Regions from separate parts of the Sus scrofa genome. Here region 1 is linked to region 2. A link is a contact called in public HiChIP or PLAC-seq data. All regions are on one chromosome and are shown on one strand. Each heading gives the region's core, a stretch centred on a gene start, on an enhancer-like site or on the middle of the called end of the contact. The rest is flanking DNA. Distances are from core to core; before and after follow the strand shown. Region 1 has its middle 8.3 kb from the start of TRAPPC9. Region 2 overlaps PTK2 (focal adhesion kinase 1).

Evidence for each region. HiChIP or PLAC-seq counts read pairs in DNA pulled down with a chosen protein or histone mark.
Region 1: an H3K27ac HiChIP or PLAC-seq map of alveolar macrophages shows a contact between it and region 2. The contact joins two enhancer-like sites. A contact is called at or near these places in 2 of 5 promoter capture datasets (fetal liver and fetal skeletal muscle) and 1 of 2 datasets of contacts at active chromatin or transcription factors (alveolar macrophages).

The regions. Positions count from the first base shown.
Region 1 is chr4:3,054,368-3,059,521 of Sscrofa11.1, forward strand. No RefSeq gene overlaps it. Among named protein-coding and RNA genes, the nearest start is that of TRAPPC9, 8.3 kb to the right of the region's middle. Within about 2 kb of position 1,749, at least 13 of the 83 cell types and tissues checked have an H3K27ac peak or open chromatin away from gene starts, as enhancers often do. A contact at or near this core is called in alveolar macrophages, where this site is marked.
Region 2 is chr4:2,885,846-2,891,086 of Sscrofa11.1, forward strand. It overlaps PTK2 (focal adhesion kinase 1), which reads left to right. Exons shown (of 31, transcript XM_021088851.1): 27 at 813-852; 28 at 1,137-1,243. Among named protein-coding and RNA genes, the nearest start is that of MIR151, 39 kb to the left of the region's middle. Within about 2 kb of position 1,581, at least 4 of the 83 cell types and tissues checked have an H3K27ac peak or open chromatin away from gene starts, as enhancers often do. A contact at or near this core is called in alveolar macrophages, where this site is marked.

The sequences.
Region 1 (5,154 bases), core at 499-2,998, 170 kb after region 2:
ATGTGGCTCAGCGTATTATCTGTAGCCCTTGAGGAGGAACTAAAAGTCCTTGCTTTTGTTTAATGACTAAACTATTATCCTTTGGTCTCATTGGACTGTTTTCCTTTTTTCTGCATTTTCTCATGTCTCTGATTCAACTTTTCTCTTTTTTTCTTTTCTTCCTGTTTTATGGCCACATTTGCTACGTGCGGACATTCCTGGGCCAGTCACGGAATTGGAGCTGCTGCTGAGACCTACAGCAGCCACGGCAACCCTGGATCCTTAACCCACTGAGAGAGGCAAGGGATCGAACCTGCATCCTCATGGACACTATGTCAGGTTCTTAACCACTGAGCCACAAGGGGAGCTCCCTTCAGCTTAGAATATTCTAGACAAAAGGCGGGTCCTGTTCTGCTTCACTGTTTCCATCCTCCTCTCCCACCACCTTTTATCTTTTTACTGAGCACCTGACATATGTCCCTTCAAAGAACACAGCTATGTAAATTAAAATTTTATTGGGCTTCCGGAGGTTCTGTCGTGGCGCAGCAGAAATGAATCCGACTAGTAACCATGAGGTTGTGGGTTCAATCCCTGGCCTCGCTCAGTGGGTTAGGGATCCAGGGATCCAGTGTTGCCATGAGCTGGGGTGTGGGTTGCAGACATGGCTCGGATCTGGCGTTGCTGTGGCTGTGGTGCAGGCTGGCAGCTGTAGCTCCCATTGGACCCTGAGCCTGGAAACCTCCATATGCCTCGGGTGGTGCGGCCCTAAAAAGACAAAAAAATAAAAACAAATTTTATTGGACTTCCCTGGTGGCTCAGCAGGCTAAGGATCAGGCGTTGTCACTGCTGTGGCGTGGGTTTGATCCCTTGCCCAGAAAAGCCCACATGCCTCAAGTGCAGCCAAAAAAAAAAAGAGGAACATTAATCTGTCAAAAGCAAAATGAAACTTTTTTTCTTTTCGCAAAACGGTACTTTTGATTTCTTATTGAATTCATATAAAATATGTAACTGAGTTACAGACTGAGCTGCAGGAAAGTGAAAATACTGAGACTTCCTCATTGCTGAGAAAAGGCCTGATGGAAGGTTGGCTTTCCCAGCATGCTTTTTGCACATGTCAATAGTTCTAATTGTAAGGAAAAATGGTCCAAAATTTAGAAATGAGGCAGAGAGCATCCTGCTACATATCTTGCAGTGTTAATCTGGTGGTGTCATTTGGGGCTTTTAAAAAGCTGTAAGGGTGGGTGTTAAATTCTAGAAAACTGATTATGATGCAAGATTCTTGAGCTATAGCAAAGCAAATACATATTGTCTCATGGAGATGCAAATGAGCAGATTACAACCCAAGACTTAAGAGTTTTATTTTGTGTTCATTTTGCCGTCTTCTTCCTGTATTCTTTCTTTCAAGGAATATATATTTGCTTCTCTCTCTTATACCCTTTTTTGGACACAGCTTTTTTAGCCTGCTGTTTCCTTCATTGAGGAATTCAGGTTGGTGCCGTTTCATATTATATCCTTGTTATCGATTGGATTGGCTACATCGCTGCACGTAATAGCCTGCACCCACTGTAAGCACGGGATTCAGTGAGGTTTGATGAAGGTACACACCTGGGCCACCACTGCCACCGTCCAAGTATCCCCCCCGACCACCATCAACCCAGAGTCCCTCTGCCCCTTCCCAGCTGGGCCCATCTGGACCCAGGCGACACTTGAGCAGGCTGGCCTGTTCTAGCTTCTCACACACATGAAGTCATTTACTCTCCGGCGTCAGACTTTCTCTCACCAGCACAGCCAGGCGAGCCCCCGCCTCGTAGCTCGTGTCGCAGCTGCTTCCTGTTTATCTACGTGGAATTCCCATTTCCCCGCTGATGGGCGTGGGATCACTTCCCATTTGTGATGATTACGAATGAACTGCTGTGAACACTTGCGGAGTAGGTTTCTGTCCGTCTTCCCACGAGGGGAAGGGCTGGGTCCTATGGTTTGTGTGCACGTGTGGAGCGGAAACCTCCAGACCTCATGGCAAAGCGTTTATGCCATGACATTCCCTGGAGCAGTGTCGCCCTTGTCCCCCTGGCTTTTGTTGGTCCAGCATAGAGGGTTCCAGTCGGAGAGCCCAGTGTGGGGACAGGAGGACGCCCCCCGCCCCCCAGCCCATGTGCACACGTGGGTGCTGAGCCCAGGCTCACACTTACCTTCAGAGCCCACACCCCCTCTCCCTTCCGATGCCTGTCTCGTCAACTCGGTGCAAGTGCTGGTCTCCGGGGACCTCGCTCGGTGCCCCGGGTCAGCCGGAGTCCAGGCAGAAAGGCGGGCGGTCGGGGCTCACAGCTCACCTGCTGGTCTTCTGTCGGGGCGCAGGCCTGAGCTGGCTGCTGTGCAATGTCTGAGAGCCATTCTCTTTTTCCTCCCAGTTTTCTAGTTGTTTCCAGTGGGAGGGTCAGTCTGGCTGCTGTGAGTCGCCCTACATTTGTTTGCCGCCTTTTGAAAATTGGACTTTTACGTAATTTGGACGGAGGTGCACAGCCAAGGCGTGGGGCTTTGCCATGACATTTGTTGTGTGGGTGAAATAAGCTTTCCTTTGGGTTTTACCTGCACTTTCTCTCTTGGCTCTTAAGACTCTCCCTTAGGTGGGAAAGGAGAGTCTGTGCTTCACTGCACGTGGAGCCTAAGGTGGATCAATTTTAGGAAGGACCGCATGTGGACACTGGGATTTTCAGGGGGAAACTGAAGCCCTTAAAACAGACAGCACCTCTCGTTCTTAGAAAAGTGTCTGTCATATATATACATAGACACACACACATATATATTTTACTTTTTAGGGCCACACCTGTGGCATATGGAGGTTCTCAGGTTGGGGGTTCTAATCAGAGCTACATCTGCCAGCCTACACCACAGCCAGAGAGGTACAGGATCCAAGCTGTGTCTGTGACCTACACCACAACTCACAGCAATGCCGGATCCTTAACCCACTGAGCGAGGCCAGGGATCGAACTCGAAACTTCATGGTTCCTAGTTGGATTTGTTTCCACTGTGCCACAATGGGAACTCCATGTCTGTCATACTTTAAATGCTCCATAAATGGTAGCTATTATTAGTGCAACATAATAAAGGGAGCAAGGGCCACGTTCAAGCTGCCTCTTTGTAGCAAAGCTACTTGGCTGCGTGAGGCCCCTGGGATGTTTCTTTATCCCAGTCGAGTCAGGGGATCTGATCTAAGCCTGCTTTCCTGAGCTAGAGCCCGCAGCTCCTGGTCACTTCTCTTTGGACTCATAACAGCCTTCCACTGACGTCCGACCCCATCCTGGTTCCTGTGCTGGAGAGGAAGCTCATAGACCTGTGAGGGGGCCAGATGCCCGTTGGATAGGCTGGCAGCTGTAGCTCTGATTTGACTCCTAGCCCAGGAAACGCCGTCTGCCACGGGTGCGACCCTTAAAAAAAAAAGAAACAGTAGCAGTTCAGCCAGGCTGAACCTCGGCAAGAGGGTGGCATGGCAGGGAGTGGGGCTGGGAGCAATTTTTTTTTTTCTTTTCTGGGGCTGCACTCGTGGCATATGGAGGTTCCCAGGCTAGGGGTCGAATCAGAGCTGTAGCCACCGGTCTACCCCACAGCAACTAGGGATCTGAACCACGTCTGCGACCTACACCAGAGCTCACGTCAACGCTGGACCCTTAACCCACTGAGCGAGGCCAGGGATCGAACCCGTGTCCTCATGGATGCTAGTTGGGTTCATTAACCACTGAGTCATGATGGGAACTTCAGCAATTTTTTTTTTTTTTTAAGGGCCACACCCACAGCATATGGAGGTTCCAGGCTAGGGGTCAAAATCAGAGCTGTAACCTCTGGCCTACACCACAGCCACAGCAACGCCACATCCTAACCGCGTCTGTGACCCACAGACCACAGCTCACGGCAACGCTGGATCCTTAACCCACTGAGTGAGGCCAGGGATTGTACCTGCGTTCTCATGGATGCCAGTCGGATTCTTTTCCACAGAGCCATGACAGGAACGCCAAGGGAATAATTTTTTAAGACAACTTTATTGAGCTATAAGTCACACAGCACACAATTTACACATTTGAGGAGTACAACGCATTGGCTTTTAGTAAGTTCAGAGTTGCATGCAACCACAGGGAGCAATTTTTTTCTGTTTTTGTTTTTTTTAGGGCCACACCAGAGGCATATGGAAGTTCCCAGGCTAGGGGTCAAATCGGAGCTACAGCTGCCAGCCTACACCACAGCAACACGTGATCCGCGCCACGTCTGTGAATAGGGAGCAATTTTGGAAGCCAGTGTAAGGTCCTACTGAAGGCAACCTCCCCGGGGCTTTGGGGGGATTGTGTGGGTATAGAAAGTTTAGGGGAAGCTGGAACAGTGGTGGGTCCAGACAGAAAAGGCAACAGGTGGCAGACCTTGTGCTGAGCAAGCACAGCTCCATCAGGCATTCTGTGGGTTGCGTTTCTCCCACCTGCTAGCCCCCGGTAACCACCATTCTAGTTTGTTTCTTTGGGTGATCTGAATCCCCTCTCCCGGCTTCAGAGAAAGAAGGAAAGGAATGGCCAAAGTATGGATAATTCAGGTGGAAAAAAAACCTTCCACTTAATCAATGTTATTTAAATAATTTGATCTGTGTTGTTTGAACAATTCAGATAAATGCTGTGTTGAGTTGGTAGATAGCAGTGATTTAGTCTCGGTCATTAAAAAAAATTCAGCTTTAATGCTGTAGCATTTGACACACAAAAAGGCATAAAAATGACATAACTCGAAGTATGAAAACTTGGTATGTTATATATAACATATCCAATTGGGTTACTATTGTTTATATGTAATATATGATATATAATGTAATATGAAAAAAGTTGAATTCTAAAGAACTGTCACTGCCGATTCAGTTAAATTTCTCTTGCGAATTCCTTCCTGACTTCAGTCTAGTCTGAATTTGCCCAGGACTGACCAGGCTCACCTGAAAAAGTGACAAAATACCCAGTCTTGGAGGCAAGGTATCCGAGAGGCTGTTAGATTTTAATCGGACGCCGCCCCCCCAGTAGCTACTTAGCGTCTTCCGCCATCTGGTGGTCATACTTGGGATTGCAGCTACTCATTGGTTACCCTTCTCAGGATTTTTTTTCCTTTTTTTTTTTTTTTTTTTCTTCTGAAATGTAAAATCCAGTTTTCTTAGGT
Region 2 (5,241 bases), core at 331-2,830:
TGGAATAGGAGCAGGTGTCACTATGTGCTTCTCACAGGCCCGGTATTCCAGGGAAGTGGGTCTCTGCTCAGTAGAAAGTAAAGCACCTTAAAATATATGTATTTTTAACCAGTTTCTTATTTTAAAGTAAGCAAGGAAAGTTTCTTTTCAAAAGTAGAATATAAGAGTTCCCTGGTGGCTCAGCAGGTTAGGGATCCTGCATTGTCACTGCTGCAGCTTAGGTCTCTTCTGAGGTGCGGGTTTGATCCCCAGCCGTGGAACTTCTGCATGCTCTAAGTATGGTTAAAAAAAAAAAAAAAAGAAAAGAAAGAAAAGTAGAATATAGTTCTAAAAAGACTTCTTTTTGTCCCATTAGCCTTGGAAAGTTGTCTCGGTTGCACTTGTAGGCGTAGGCACATGGAATGTCTGCGCATCCCGGGGCTACGAAATCTCTGATCATCTTGTTTCTGACCGCCCCCTTCTTGTCATACGAGGGGGGCGGGTTCCTGAGCCAAGGACACACATTTCACACTCCCGAGGGCGGACTGGAGACACCTGTGGCCATTTCTTTAAAGGAAATTAGGAGTTGGTATGACTCCCCTGGCCATGTTCCCTTGGAATCCCATGACCCCTTCTGGGACAGCCGTCGTCCTGCACCCTCTTGGCGCCATTTGCTTATTAGCCTAACCGCCCCCCCCCGCCGACCCAAGGCCAGAAGGCCGGCCCCTCCCCCATCCCGTCGGTCTTTGAACCCCGTTTAGCACCGATGGGGGGAGGTCATTACCTTTGTGCACCTGCTGCACTCACTGACCCAACGTTTTCTTTTCCCACAGACTGGAAACCAACACATATATCAGCCTGTGGGCAAACCAGGTAAACAAGGCAATGGATCGCACGTCACAAAGTGTGTGTGTCTGGAGGGAGCGGGTTTTGTTGTGTCTGTTGGCTTCGGAACACTTCGTGACTTGTAAACAGGTCTCCGTCTACAGGCCTTAGCAGGTGGGACACTTTCTGAGCTTGGCCCGGGGCTAGAACGTTGGGAAGCAGCGCGTTGCTCCAGGGCCCTCTCCGCAGGCCACTGGAGTCCGTGTGTTTGGGAGCTGTTCCCATTCGCTTCCTTACGTGCCTTGCTTGACGGGACTCCTCTCCTTTACCAGATCCTGCAGCTCCACCAAAGAAACCTCCACGTCCGGGAGCCCCCGGGCACCTCGCCAGCCTCGGCAGCCTCGGCAGCCCCGGGGACAGTTACAACGAGGGTGTCAAGGTGAGCACGGGAGCCTTCTGCTCAGGGTGACGACCTGCCACGTGCCGGGGGTGGGATTGGGTGGGTTCCAGATGCTCTCGGAGTCAGGATGAGCTTTACTGTAAAACTCTCTTTTCTGTATTTGTCTCATGTGATAGGTTCTAGGGCCTCAGTCCAATCCTGACTGTCTAAGTACGGTTTCCTTGTATCAGACAGAATGTTCCCTTGAAATAAAGGACTGGGGTGGCTTCTGGTTTTACAAGTGAGTCAGACCAGGGCGCCTGGGGTTAGTGAGACCTCCTTTGGCAGGCTCACTGCCCCCAAGGCGGCCCCGTGGCCCGGGGCGACTTCCATCCTTTCCCAGCTGTGGCCAGAAGTGGGTTTACGAAGCCGCATGTGCTGGGCCCGCGCCCTCCCTCCTCCGGGCCTGTGGAAGGGGAGGGCGCGCAACTTCCCTTTAGCTGGGTTATCTTTCAAAATACAGCCTCTTTCTCCATTCTGATACACTTTGTCTTCACATTTTAATGTCTAAAATTAAGGCGGTGTGTTGATTTAGTTGGCAGCATCTTTCTTCCTTCATCGTGGTGCATCTTAGGGTCAAGAACTGTGGTATCAGTTCAGATAAGCTCTGTTGGAGGCCCGCTGTGACTCAGCAGTAGCAAAACCAACTAGTATCCACGAGGGCAAGGGTTCAGTTGCTGGCCCCACTCAGTGAGTTAAGGATCCAGCTGAGCTGCGGTGTAGGTCACAGATGTGGCTTGGATCCCACGTTGCTGTGGCTGTGGTGTAGGCCGGCAGCTACATCTCCGATTTGACCCCTAGCCTGCGAACTTCTGTATGCCTCGGGTGTAGCCCTAGAAAAATAAAATAAAAGTAGATCAGATATCAGCTTAGATTTCTGACCCTTATTCATTTTTTACATTTGGAATGACATATGAATAAATATAATTGGGAAATACCCTCGTTACAGGGTACTAAGCAAATAGAAATCTTTTTTTTTTTTTTTTTTTTTTTTTGTCTTTTTGGGGTGGCACCCGTGGCCTATGGAAGTTTCCACGCTAGGAGTCCAACTGGAGCTGGAGCTGCCGGCCAACACCACAGCCACAGCAACACAGGATCTGAGCCGCATCTTCTACCCACAGCACAGCAACGCTGGATCCTTAACCCACTGAGTGAGGCCAGGGATCGAACCTGCGTCCTCATGGACACTAGTCAGGTTTGTTAACCATTGAGCCATGACCCCAAGCAAGTAGAAATCTTAACAGAGAGAGTATGCTTCTACTTAAGATACGTTCAGTAAACATGTTTTAACATTAGTATGAAGGATATGTCTCTCTTTCTTCATCACCCATCTGCCTGGCAGAGGTTCTCAAACCCGGCCGAAAAGCGCAGTACTCTTTTGGCACAGAAATGCTTGCCTTTAACTGGATATAATGGAGGTAATTCAGCCAAAGAATGTTTAGCCAGAAATGAGTCTCAGTTTCTCCTTGGTGGTATTCCATTTTGGTTCTAAATTATCTAGTCTTTAAAGACCCATTGAATGGCTGGGATTGGCTGCCTCTCTGTGGGTGGTGGTGCGTCCTAACCGCCCGCCAAGGCGTCTCCCAGCGGTTGAGCTCTGGAAACGAGGGCCCCAGTTCTAGACGTCTCTCCAGATCAAACTGGTGCTCTGGGAGGTCACTGAGGATGGTCACCACGAGTGCCGTGGCGGTGCCCCCGTAGCACGAGCTGGGCACAGGCGTAGAACACACCCTCCCCCTCCCAGAGGCTGCGGCTGCTCTGGGCAGGCTCCGGCTGCAGCCGCCGGCGGGGAGCCGCGCTTTCTCGTTGAGGGCCTTGCGTGCTCCTGCCACGTTCAGCGCGGCTCACCCTCGCCCCCAGCACAGCAAGTGAATGCAGACGCGGCTTCTCTTGGAGTGTTGCCCGTAAAATAAGCTCCTTTCTAGTGCTCAGAAAAGACAGCGTGCAGGGCTGAACCTCAAAATTTAGGGTTCTGCTAAACTTCGATACCAAAGGGGATATACTCTTCAGATAATTGTAACAAGAGGGCAGGACATGTGTATTTCTCCCGGTTAACTTTGCCTGTTAAGTTACAGAAGCATAGCCTTGATTCATGCTGTAGAGGAAAAAAAAACATGAATAAGCTTTTAAGTTTGAAGTAAAGGAACCCAACCATTAAGAACTGGTTCAAGGGAAGGGTTTTTCTTTTAGTTTGTTTTTGTTTTTAAAACAAGCTCCTGGAGTTCCCGTCGTGGCTCAGTGGTTGGCAAACCCGACCAGCATCCATGAGGACTTGGGTTCGATCCCTGGCCTCGCTTGGTGGGTTAAGGATCTGGTGTTGCCACAAGCGATTCGGCCCAGATCTCACGTTGCTGTGGCTGTGGTGTAGGCTGGCGGCTACAGCTCGATTCAGCCCCTAGCCTGGGAACTTCCATATGCCGCAGGTTTGGCCCTAGAAGACAAAAAGACAAAAAAATTTAAAAATTTTAAAAATAACGATAATAAAATAAGCTCCTGATATCTTTAAATACAGCCCCAAGCCAGGCCGACCGAGTCGACCCATCTCCAAGGACGTTGGGGTTGGGGGCCAGGCCCGGGGAGTGGGGCGTGCAGTTTCTCCCAGATTGCTCAGAAATCCAGTGGCAGCAACCTGATGACAAGCATAGATGAGCCTTCATTGTTTTTAAAGACCCTTATTTAATTCTTTGGACTCTTGCACGGCCACCAGATTGTCACTCTCGGGCTTTGCATGTTGTTTTCCTCATTTATTCGTGAATACGAGCTTGGTGCATGGCAGACCCCGGCTCAATCCGCGAGTGCCCTGGACGGACAGCACAGAGGCTCCGCTTCGATGGCCAGTGAACTGAGCCAGCAGGCGACGCTTGCTCCTCTTATTCTGCTTGTGTGTTTTTATGGGGGTTTTGTCTGCTGCCTTTATTAATACTGTGTTTCTTTTTTCCTTCTCTCTGATAAATCTCTTTAACTTGTCCTCACCTTCCGTTGGACAATAGCCCTGGAGGGTAAGCACGTGGTGTCTGTGTGTCCGCCCAGCTCTGCATGTGATTCTGGACCCGGAATCGGGAAGCTTGGGGAGGGTGCTTCGGCTTTGCCTGTCACCAAAAGCAGCATTCATGTTCGCCCAAGAGGGAGACGGTGCTGGAACGTTCCTGACCCTTTCTGTCTCAGTCCAGACTTAGAACAGCCAGGTTCCAGCTCCGTAGGCAGTTGGCCCACGGGCACCTAGCCTTGCAGACTGAGCACTGGCAGCAGCTTCACGAGTGGATGACTGCTGGGTGCTGTAATTAGTCTTCCTGAAGCAGGCACCGGCTACGGGTGGTGCCTAGAGTGGCCGGGTTGAATTTGTAAATGTGCTGATGGTTCCCCAGAGGCCCCAGGCTGTCCTGGGTAACATTTGCTGACGTCTGTGCCCAGGCTCTGGGATGGACACTTTCTCGGATGTCCATGCATTTCACCCCCATCACGACTGCTGGGTGAGGGAGCAGGACGCCCACTGGCAGTGCAGCACCCACACTGCTGGCACCGCAGCAGCGTTCTGCAAGCAGGCGGTGTCTGTTCAAAGAGGACTTGCTTTTACCCACTTTTTATAGTCATAAAAGGAACACACATTTCCATCAGGTGGATTGAAGGCAACTAAGCTGAGCCACACAGGTTTTACCACGGAAGTCACCCAAGTGGGCGTTCTTAGCCTCTCAGTGTGGAACCCTTGACCCCTTAGCCACCTTTCTCTGAAATCCTCAGACAGGTGGGAAATGTCTGGATTCTTTCTCTGTTGGTGAGTGATTTGGGGGGACAACGAATCACATCTCTGAATGAATCTGGGGCTTTTCATATAATAGGTCTGAGGCCACCTCATTTCCTTTAACTGAGCTCAAAGTTAGAAAAGATTATGCCTTACTTATTTGTCACTTGGATGGATTACTTTTCTGTCATCCTCAAACTGAACTATATCGCATAAGATGAGAAAATCCGTTGGGATCTGCTTTGATCTCTTTTAAAGA